Regions from separate parts of the Danio rerio genome. Here region 1 is linked to region 2. Evidence: chromatin contacts called from public HiCAR-type data. All regions are on one chromosome and are shown on one strand. Each heading gives the region's core, a stretch centred on a gene start, on an enhancer-like site or on the middle of the called end of the contact. The rest is flanking DNA. Distances are from core to core; before and after follow the strand shown.

Evidence for each region. HiCAR-type assays count read pairs that join an accessible place to other places.
Region 1: a contact with region 2 is called in a HiCAR-type map of caudal fin, with 11 times the contacts expected there. The contact joins the enhancer-like site here to the promoter of fer1l4 in region 2. A contact is called at or near these places in 7 of 18 Hi-C or Micro-C datasets (caudal fin, embryo, hematopoietic stem cells and 1 more) and 1 of 4 datasets of contacts at active chromatin or transcription factors (caudal fin).

What each region holds. Positions count from the first base shown.
Region 1 is chr11:28,605,038-28,610,522 of GRCz12tu, forward strand. It overlaps unm_sa1614 (un-named sa1614), which reads left to right. Exons shown (of 28, transcript XM_685280.10): 14 at 1,954-2,117; 15 at 5,271-5,404. Among named protein-coding and RNA genes, the nearest start is that of st3gal8, 47 kb to the right of the region's middle. Within about 2 kb of position 2,029, at least 20 of the 62 cell types and tissues checked have an H3K27ac peak or open chromatin away from gene starts, as enhancers often do.
Region 2 is chr11:28,470,536-28,476,607 of GRCz12tu, forward strand. fer1l4 (fer-1 like family member 4) reads left to right here and starts at 3,999. Exons shown (of 46, transcript XM_073916769.1): 1 at 3,999-4,811. The coding sequence starts at 4,733. It overlaps cpne1 (copine I), which reads left to right. Exons shown (of 16, transcript NM_199699.2): 16 at 216-1,518. The coding sequence ends at 329.

The DNA of each region.
Region 1 (5,485 bases), core at 779-3,278, 130 kb after region 2:
AAATACTTTTATTCTAGCCGAAATAAAACAAATAAGACTTTCTCCAGAAAAAAATAATATTATCAGACATACTGTGAACATTTCCTTGCTCTGTTAAACATCATTTGGGAAATATTTAAAAAAATCAAATGGGAGATAATAATTCTGACTTCAACAGTCAAGACATCTTTATTCCTGTAACATTGTTAGCACTTAATGTAGATTGTGTTAAAGCAGCTTTACATAGATGAAGACGAAAAAAAAAAGAATAAAAAGCCACAATATTTCACACGGAGATCATTTCCACTTATCTTGCTACACATACTCAGTGGTCAAGATTAGAAGTGGATCAAAACTTTTCATCAAAGGTTAATGAAAACTATTGAACAACAAACATTCCTCAGGACAATTTGGAAAAACATGTTGATCCACTTCCAATATTGACTACAGTATGTCTAAAAATAATAATAATAAAGTGTTATTCTGTAAAGATAACCTCAAAGATAACAGCCCGATCAAAAAGCCACAAAACTCTAATAGTACTCATGATTGTGCAGGCTTTTGAAAGAGAAATGCCTTCCTCTGCCAAACACTGATCTGTGTGCGTCTCACTCCACTCATGTGACTGTCAGATGAGAATGTGTGGATCCTTGCAGATAGCAGAGAGCTTGTATAATTTTCAGTTCACACACACACACATACGCACGCACGCACACACACCTCTTCCAATCTGACCTTTCCATCCTGACAGAGGAACAGAGCCTCTTTCTTGGAGAGAAAGAGAAATATGCAGCATTTCTTCCTCTGATACTGTACGTCTGTCCGTATGATGATTGAAGTGCATCTCATATCAGATCACAACCCAGCTTTCTGACTTTAGCTAAATGTCACAACTGAAGAGGAGCAAAGATTATTGATTTCTGCATTATATCACACCTTTTTAGAAATGAGGCTATTAACTGAATAGATGTGCTAAAAGTCTCTCCACTGTTTATAAAAGTCCCTAAGCTGCGAACTATGGGGTTTTCTCATTAATTGCTGATAAACACTCATATCTGGATCATGTTTAGTCACAAACAGGGCTGAGGAACAGTAACAAAATACATGTAATGGCTTTACATAGCCAATTTAAAATATTAAATTTAAAGAACTGTATATTGTTTTAATTGCATTTTAAAAAAATAGTAATAAAAGATCACAAGTTGCATCTGAAAAGTATTGTAGATTACTACAGGGATTACTTTTAGTTTTATTGTAATTTCTTCTAATGTTGTTAAAGTGGAAACAGCAGATTTCCATTCATTTGTGTTTCATGTCCTGTGAAGTGCTTTTGAAATCTGTGTTTGTTTAATGTTTGTTGTAATTTTAACTGGTGGCACAAAGAGTAGCTCCTCCCCTTTAAAAAACAGCCAATGGTATTTTGTTTTATCATAGCTCTGCCATTGAGAGGGGTTGAGATTAAGCGCATCCAATGAAAAGCAAATAAGTAGGCCTTAAAATGGGCGGGACATGTCAGATACTAGAAAGCCTTTGATTGGTCAGAAAATTTGATGAGAAACTAAAGGATGAGGTGACGTTAAAAAACAATCGTTGATCCATTTAAGTCAGGGGTGGCCAAACATTTTCTTGAGGGTTGATGTTGAGGGCTATGGGCCAAAGATAAACTGTATTGCATTAAATTTACCATGGGTAATTTCCTAATTTATTTGTGTATTATTTTAAAAATAACTAGAAAACGTTTTTTAAAACATTAAATAATGATGCAGTATAATGCAGTATATAATGTTTAATAACGAACTAATTATAGTAAAAACAAAAACTATCCCATTAATAACACAATGGAGTTCAATGCTGAATACACTAGTCAGTTTTATTCTTGATGCCACATGAGAAGGGTGATGCTATTTAGATCTGAAGTGTCTTGTCGCCATCTAACGGTTGTTTTTTGTTATTGCATCTTTCTAAAAATATCAGCTGGATATCGGTGCTGACGAACAGTAAGCAGGAGGCTTTAAATGTGGCTCTGGATGAGCGGAGGCCCAGCGGAGAGAACAGCGTCGAGGATCTGACACGAGCCATTACTGAGGATATCCGCCGCATGCCTGGAAACAGTGTTTGCTGTGACTGTGGCGCGTCAGGTGACAAAATACATTAAAGTAACATATTTTTCATATGCACTACGAGTAGTGTTTTTTTTTTTTTTTTTTTTAAGTATATTGGAATAATATGCAAATGCAGTGACCGTCATAGGTAAAATCTCAATATTAAATATTATTGAGCTCACCCAAAAAATTAAATTACCTGTTTGGAATTCACTCTCAGGCCATCAAAGATGTAGATGATACTTTTTCTACAGTGGTGCTTTTAAAAAAGGAATTTTTAGATGAAAATGTGGTCCATATATGCTCAAATAAAATATAAATGAAACTGTAAATCTGTGCAAGAAACAAAACATTTATTACAACTTTTATTGAATCAACTGATCGTTTTTCTTCCTAAGACTTTAATGTATCATCAGGAGCCAAAGGTATTCATTTTGTTTTGCATGTATTTGTTTTTTTCCCTCTCAAAGTGCTAATAGCCATTGAGCTAAAACTCCTCTTTAACGCTCTATACAAAAGACCCATATCTTATGTCTTTTCGGTGAGCAAATGAACAACAACAATTTCCATTTTTGGGTGACGATCTCTTTAGCTTTTGATACATTTTTGTCCTTGTACCTGTAAATTTGCAAGAAATCATCTATATACACATACTGCACTATAATATTATTTTTGCAAGCTTTAAATATTTGGATGCCTTCAATAAATACTCTATTTAAATAAAGAAACCAGGATCCTCTCTTGAATATATTTCCTAGCAAGTGTTTTGTTTAGGACCATCTTTTGTAATATTTTTCAAGGAATAATTTGCTTCATACCTTACTACAGGTATCTTGATGGGTTCTACGTATGAAGCCAATGTGCTCTCCAGGAAGAAAATTAATAAAAATAGACTTTTATTAATAAAATAAATACAGTGAAAAAAGAGAATAAAACAAATACAAGAACAAAACAAATCCTTTACTTTATTCTCTGTTAAGAATAAACGGCTTGAGACTTATAGTCAGGGCCAGACAGAGTCTGCGGATTTTGGGAGTATCATAACTAAAAACTTAATATATGAAATAAAAAAAAAATACCTTTTTTATTTTTATTTAATGTTTACAATGCAAAGTCAATTATATCCACTTTATCTGGTAAACAAAGCATGTCTCTCCTATAATATATCTACTAAAAGACGGAAAATATTACTTTACAAACTGTATTGTAAACAATCATATGAATAGTTTTGTATTAGTCAATAATATTACGGAAATTAATAAAAAAACTGAATAAATATAAATTTACACATATTTACAAAAGTAAATAATTAGAAAAAACAAGGGACTAAAAATCTGTGGAAAGCTGCGGAATTCTGTGAGCGCAGATTCCGTGTGGGCCTACTTATAGTATACAAAGTCTGATTACGCACCCTGCTTTGTATGTTCAAGCCTTTTTTACACTATTCAAACTTTTGACAATGGATAAACCTTTGATGTTATAAGTTCCATAAATATTTACTGCAGATTATATTCAATGTCAGGATAGCTAGTAGTATATCTCTAAACATGCAAATCAACATTTGGGCGGTTCTTCAGGGTTGTCCTCCAAAGTGGTAATTTTTAAATGGCGAATGAAGTCTTCTTTTAAAGAAAACGTTACCATGCTTCTTCTAGGTTGCGATTGTAGCAATTTGTTTGAAGTGTTATCTGGACCAAATCCTCCTTTGGCACTAGCAGATGGCTGCACTGTAAAAATTCCCTGTGAAAAAAATTCCCTCTAGATTTTACTGTAAACATCACCTTAGTACGTCACCACTGACCTCTTCAAACTCTCTGTCGAAGACATCTCTCGAGTCTCCTACGCTTTCTCTCTTTGCTAATAACTGTTTGTGTAAGCATAGGAATATCTGAATATATAAAAGTCAAGTTTTGTGTCTTTCACAATTAATGTCATTAAACCAATCAGACACTACAGCTTCCATAGTCCAAAATATTGCATTACATACAGATGATTTCTTGCAAATTTGCAAATAAAAGTGAGGTCAACTATCAGACATTAAGGTGTTTTTAGCAGACATTGTTTATAAGATAGCGAACTTAATATTTATTTTAAGCTGTGGATTTGGAGTTAAACAGGGTTATAAATGAAAATTAAGCAGCTGCTTTGAAAATGGCCCATTCTAGCATCCTGAGCTTGTCCTCTGTTCATCCTGTTTTTTTTTTTATAAATGCCTGTCCATAAATCAGGCTTAATTAAATTAAAACCTACTACATGAGAGAACAGCCTGCAGGATTTATGGCCATGTTTCCATTAAGAAGTGCTGATAATTTGGCTGGAGACTTCAGATTCTCCTCTGATGCACCTTCTGTCTGCAAAATACACACCGACCATTATTATTTTAGTTCCATTTGTAAATATCATAGTATTACACTTTATATACAGTTGAAGTCAGAATTATTATCCCCCGTTTGATTTTTTTTTTCTTTTTTAAATATTTCCCAAATGATGTTTAACAGAGCAAGGAAAATTTTACAGTATATCTAATAATGTTTTTTCTTCTGAAGAAAGTCTTATTTGTTTTATTTTGGCTAGAATAAAAGCAGTTTTAATTTTTTAAAACGCCATTTAAGAGACAAAATTATTTTATTTCGATAATCTACAGAACAAACTATCATTATACAATAACTTGGCTAATTACCCTAACCTGCCTAGTTAACTTAATTAACCTAGTTAAGCCCTTAAATGTCACATTAAGCTGTATAGAAGTGTCTTGAAAAATATCTAGTCAAATATTATTGACTTTCATCATGGCAAAGATAAAATAAAAAACTATTATGTTTATTAATGTGTTGAAAAAATCTTCTCCCTGTTAAACAGAAACTGGGGAAAAATAAACAGGGGGCTAATAATTCAGGGGGCTATTAATTCTGAATTCAACTGTATATTTATATACACTATATACACCATACATTTCTATATATTATATTTGTATATTTGGAAATGGTAAAAGTTTAGCAATTTTTTAAATTTCTATTTAATTTTAAATTTTTTAACAAGGGTGCATTTCTAAAAAAAAAATTACAGTGCATTTAGTTTTACTTAACAATATGAAAACTACACAGGAGTAATATTGATAAGGCTTATTTTTCTCAATTTCGGACTGTCTGGCAGCTGTTCATGAATTTTCTTTACACTCTTTTCTTTCAGATCCGAGTTGGATCTCTATAAACCTGGGAATCCTGACATGCATTGAGTGCTCAGGGATCCATCGGGAGATGGGTGTACATTATTCACGGATTCAGTCACTTTCTCTGGATAAACTAGGCACTTCTGAATTGCTGGTAAGGTTTTACAGTGATCGACAGATGAGAAAAAATCTATTCAGTTTTACTGTTTACTGTCACAGGGTGTCATCATTTTTG
Region 2 (6,072 bases), core at 2,749-5,248:
TTGCACTGACCATTAGAAAAAAAACTTAGCATTTGACCCTGCTTAAGTCTGAAGTGTACTTTATAATGGCCTTACAAATGTCTTAAGTCCTTCATTTGACTTGTGAAACCTGCAGAAAGCCTTCAAATAAGCCTAATTTAGGCATGTTTTCTTTAGTTTTCATTGCTGTCAGTACTTACACCTTTCCTCTTTTTGCATCTCAATTTCTCTTTTAGGCTCCTAAAGAAGCACTTGCTCAGAGCGTTCTTGCCGAAGTGCCATCTCAGCTGGTGACATACTTCAAAATGAGAAATCTGCCTCCTGTCAACCCACCTGCACCGACAAAATAGACACAGGCTTGCTCTGAAGAGTGAATCATATGCATCTATAATGCATAGAAGTTTGAGTAAGTATGGATCACCACTAGAGGGAACCACAGCTCCATGGAAGAACTTGTAGAAAGACCACTTATCTTAATTTCCCTTTTTTTATATATTATGCAATCATTTTATTTTCATATATATTTCTTTAATCTTCCAGAATGAACATTATTCCTTATTATTCTATTCCAACTGGAAAAGAGTTTCTTTTTTTACAGAGCTATTTTTCTGTGAAGTTGCATATATTATATACATATGTGATGCTATAGTTTACGCACACAGATGCCTTGATTTTCTTTAGCCAATATTTGAAATCACTTTGTTGGCCTTGCCTTGCTTTTGGCACACACATATGCAAAATCTCAATCAGGAATGCTGGTTTATGTAATTCTCCGCACTTTCTGCTGTATAATAGTTGTCAAAGCAAAGTGAATGATACTCATTTACCATCTGCGCTAAAATAAATAATCATGCTGCCCTTATAGAGATGATTAGTAGCTAGAGACATACCAAAGAAATCACTGCATGCCTTTCACTAGCAAATTAGAGCTTTCAGAATCTTTTAGTAGAATTATATTGCCAATATGATTGTCGTTTTGACCAGGATATATAACATTCATATAATACTTAATATATAAAGTATGAACAATGGCTGAATTAAATAGAATTTAAAATGCTATTTTACTTTTACAAAGCATTATGTTGATCATAGAAATGCCTTATCAGATATGTTTTTCTAAACAGCTGTTGTTATGTTGAGGATCTAGAAGTTTTACAGTTTCCTTTGTGCCAAGAAGAATCTTTTAAAGATTTGTTTTGAGAGCCAGAAATTATGTTGTTCATTTGATTCCTCTAACACAAATCTTTGCACCTTAATCGCACAGCAAACTCAATCTGCATATGTATGTATGTATGCTCGCACTTGCCATGTAAAGCCTTATGGGACCATTAGCCTGATTAAAGCTTCTTTTTTTAATGTAGTGATTTAAAGGGAATGGGTTCTTAATCCTGTTATGAGCAGCCATTGGTTTTTCCTAATGATGAAATCTAATGTTTACACTGCAACATGTTCAGTTCTTCAGAAGCCGTTGTAGCTATTACACTGCTTTTTATAACTGTCTAAAAAGAAATAAAGACATTGCCTTATTAACACACATTACATTCTTGTTTGTGTGCTTTTTTACACTGAATGTGTGGTTTTTCATGTGATTTGCCCACATACAATAGTTTTATTTGTTATTGGTTAAATCAGTGTATCCAATACCCACTTGTATTAATTAGTTAAATCAATGTACCCAATACCCGCTGGCTCTTTAGGTGGTCAAAGTTTTTGTTCAACCTAGAAAGGAAACTTGTTGTGTCATTATTTACTTGCCCTTATAAGAACTGAATTTGTGTTTGGTTGAGAAATTAATGTTTGGTTAAATTTAAAATTCTGTTCTTCTGTGTTTTCTCCAAAAAACTTAAAATGCTCCTAAAGAAAGAAAGAATTCCATCTGAAGTGGTTTAATCCAAGTCTTGAGAAGAGGCACTATTACTTTATATGTCAAACCGATTTTATTTAAACTTGTATTCACATATAAACATTGAGTAACCAATATTTGCGTCTTTGTCACATAAGCTCCAGTAAGTTTGTTTGATGCGCGAAAACTAATGAAGTTCATTCTTGCCTGGCATGACAGATTAATTTAATTTGACGTACAATAGAACTACAGGCCCAGAGCCAGGGGGGTTCATGTGGTTCGAAAGACCCACCACCCACTGACAAAGTCCAGAATTTGGCACCTATATGAACTCATTTGTCCCATTTTTGACAGTACGTCATCATATATAGTGAAAAAAAAAAACGATAGAAGAAGCCTTTCAGACTGTTGTGCTGGGGTGCGCACCCCTGACGTAAAATGCACCCTCTCTGAAATGTGCATCTATTTACAGAAATTGATTTAAAAGAAAAAAAAAAACTATATATCTAATGAGAGTGGGGACTGAGGTGAGTATCATGAATGGAACTCTTCCCTTACTGAAGATAAATAAATAGATAGAATGACTTTAAATACAATGAAGATGAGATGAAGTAAATTGTTTAATGTGTGGTTTAGTAAAAAATGGCAACAACAATTTTATGTCTTCCATGTCTGTTTAAAATCAACCAAAAAGCCCAAATTTAAGCTACACAGTCATTATTAATATTTTACATTTATTGGTTAATCTATAGAGCGTTTTAAAATGTATTTCACTTTTTGTCCTTTATCCATCAAAATAATAATCTTTTCACATTTAAATCAATTATGCCCTTGATTTAAAAAAAAGTCTCTATGAGGGGGTTCATTTAGCAGCAGGGGTGCATTTATTTTTTTTATGTTCAAATGGACAGATTCTGAAGGAAATGAGCTGGGCTGCGTTTCCCGATAACGATTGATCTTAGCACTTAAGAGCGTTTTCTACGAGTCATTTTGCGAACGTTCGTTATTGTTTCACGTGCGTTTCCCAAAAATGCACTTAACACAATTGCACGTAGCCCAGCTTTAAGTGCAACTTAGGAGTCGCTATCCGTTTGTTAAGTGCTGAAATGTCACGCTATAGAATGGCTCGTTATTGTTGCACATGTTATAGCAATCCATATAATTCTTCTTCTACTTGTGTGAATGTATATTCAACTCGAATAACATAAAAAAAAATATTTTTGAGCCAGTTTAAAAACATAAATTAACTGGAAATGTCGTACTGTAAAAACACTGTCTTGCTCCAATCTCGCATAAAACTAATTCTAACAGTCCTTGCCGGAAATGACATCAGCATCATTTTCGATATTTATATGAAACCTTAATTAAGTAGAATTATTTATCAATTCATGATGATCAGCCAAGACATGTTCAATACATGGCTGGGTTTGGGGCACGCCAGCAAGTCATTGACACATTTTTTTGAGTTCCTCCTTTATTTGTGTCATCTTTAAATCACATTAAATATTTTCTGTTAAATACAACATATGTAGCCTACTACCCTCGAAATGTCCATATACAACAGTGTAATTTTTTTTTCATTCTAACATTTATTATGTAATTTTTATTTTTTTCTTTATTCATTATTATTTGTATATTGAATTGTGTAATGTGTAGAAAATATAAATGAATAGAGATATACGTACAAATAAAATGAATAATGACTTTGAAGAGAAGTAAATTGTAGGTGCAATTTGCCGGTTGTCCAGCAGGTGCCCTCATAACTCTGTCTCCTTACGATGCACTTAAGGCTTTACGATTACTCCAGAGCACTCGTAGATCCACTAAGATTTTCAAGTGCTACTTAAGTTACGATGCTTTTGGGAAACAGACCGTAATATTAAGATCAGTCGTACGATCATTTCTACGAACTTCTTAGGCTTACGATGCTTTTGGGAAACGCAGCCCTGACCAGTTAGTAATTTGCCTTCAGGTTACAGTTTTTTTTTTTTTTTTTTTTTTAAGTATAAACAGGTTTCTAATTTTATTTAGTTTTTTAAATAACGTATAATAAATTTGTATTTTAAAAATATTTCAGATTTTTTTTGTTCAAAGTGTTAAATTTGAATTTCTAATCATAGCAATTTTTATAAAACTAGTTTAAATGCACATTTGTAAATTAGCACTTTGATAAAATAGTATGGTAAGCATTTTCACAAAATTGCAGGAAATATTTTTGTTGCATCAAAGTGTTGTTATATCTGACAAGATTAGTTTTTAAAATGTCACAATAATGCAGTATTTGAACCTCAATTTAATAAAGAATGAAGCAAATAACAAAAACCAAAGGTCGACTTTTTTTTTTTTAAATAAAAAGAACCAACCCTTTCATTACGGACCTTAACCATAACTTAAAAATACGGATTCTGTTTTAAACTTTTTGTATAATGAGTGTATTCACAATATTTGTGGTAAATATTATTTGTGTTTGGAGCTCACAAGTTATGAGAGCGAGTGAACGATGGCAGAATTTTCATTTTGTGGTGAACTAACCCTTAAAATGCTAATCTGAGGCGAGCCGGTTCACCATATTCTCAAATTACGCCATTGCTTGACTGACAATTCATTTGCTAACTTTTAAATTATCATAGGTAAATATGTCGTCTGGGGAGTTTCCTTCAGATGAGATTCCTGCACAGTTCCTCGAGATGAAGGATCGTGTGCTTTAACAGTGTATTGGAAGGCCTCGTGTGGTTTGGATATTTGAAAGCAGGTTAACGTTGAGGTTTGTCGTTCTGTCAGTTATTTCATGTAAGAGGTGAGCACTGAGCATCGTATTTGCAACTTTTAACAATGAGAACCAGATTCATCCAAAGATAAAACACCTGCTCAGGAGGATTACAAGACACAGAAACACCGCATCTCTCAAACATGTCCATCACTGTGCTGTTAAAGAAGATATTCAATCTACCCGGGAAATATGACAGGAAAGTGGAATTGTCTTTTAGAGGTAAGTAATAAGCATGTGATATATAAATAATAACCGTGGGTCAAAGTCAGAAATGGGTTACATGAATCCAAACAAAAACTAACAAATTATGGTTATCTTTTTAATCTGTGGGTAATTTACTATTAGCCATTCACTAAAATGTTCAGTGTAACAATAGTTCACTTACTAATAAATATTGTCTTAAAGCCTATATTTAAATTAGATAAAAATCGTTTAATTATATGTTAAAGACTCCATTTAAAATGATAGTTCCCCTAAAATGTAAATTTGCTCACCTTAAAGTGGATTTTTCTTCTGTTTAACACAAAATACGATATAAGAAAAAGCTGAAAACCTGTAACCGCCATTAACTTCCATAGTGGGAAAAGCAAATACTATGGAAGCCAACGGTAACAGGTTTCCAGCTCTAGAAGAAAGAAACTCGGTAAGGTTTAAAATGGTAAGTAAATGATGACCGAATTTAGATTTTTGGGTGGACTATCCCAGGATCACAGTGCAGCGACAATAATTGTAAATTTTAATTTATATTTTTTTAAAATTTTGCCACTTTTCTTTGTCTTACATTAAGTACTTCAAATATATATAAAAAAATATTATGATCCTATGTTCATTTATATTTGTGAAAAGTACACTGGTCAGAATAATTATGTTTCATGTTTATATGAATATGTACCACTTTGCAATAGGGTTATATTACTTACTGAATGTACTAAAGAATGAATGATGCAATTACTATATTTAATTAATCTTTATTAACATTATTTAATAAAGGAAGTCATTCATTGTTAGTTCATGTTAACTCAGTGCATTGATGTTAACTAGCAAATTGGATTTTAATAATGCATTAGTAAATGTTTAACTATGATTAATAAATACTGTACAAGTATTGTTTACATTAGTAAATAGAACTAATGGGAACTTTTTGTAAAGTGTGACCAATACAGTGCTCAGGATAAAGGAGTACACCGCTCACAGATCTCTCTTTATTTATTTTTATTTTCTATAGGATACTTTACATGAATATATTAGTGCATACACATTAGATTAGTCAGTACCAAAGCCAAATCTGGATCTATGATCCAACAAAATAATATAAGATGTTGGGGGGACATATTAAATAAACATTTAATAAACAGGAAAAGTGAAGAGAAACAAAAAAATACATTGTTTAAATTTTTTAGTATATATATATATATATATATATATATATATATATATATATATATATATATATATATATATATATATATATATATATATA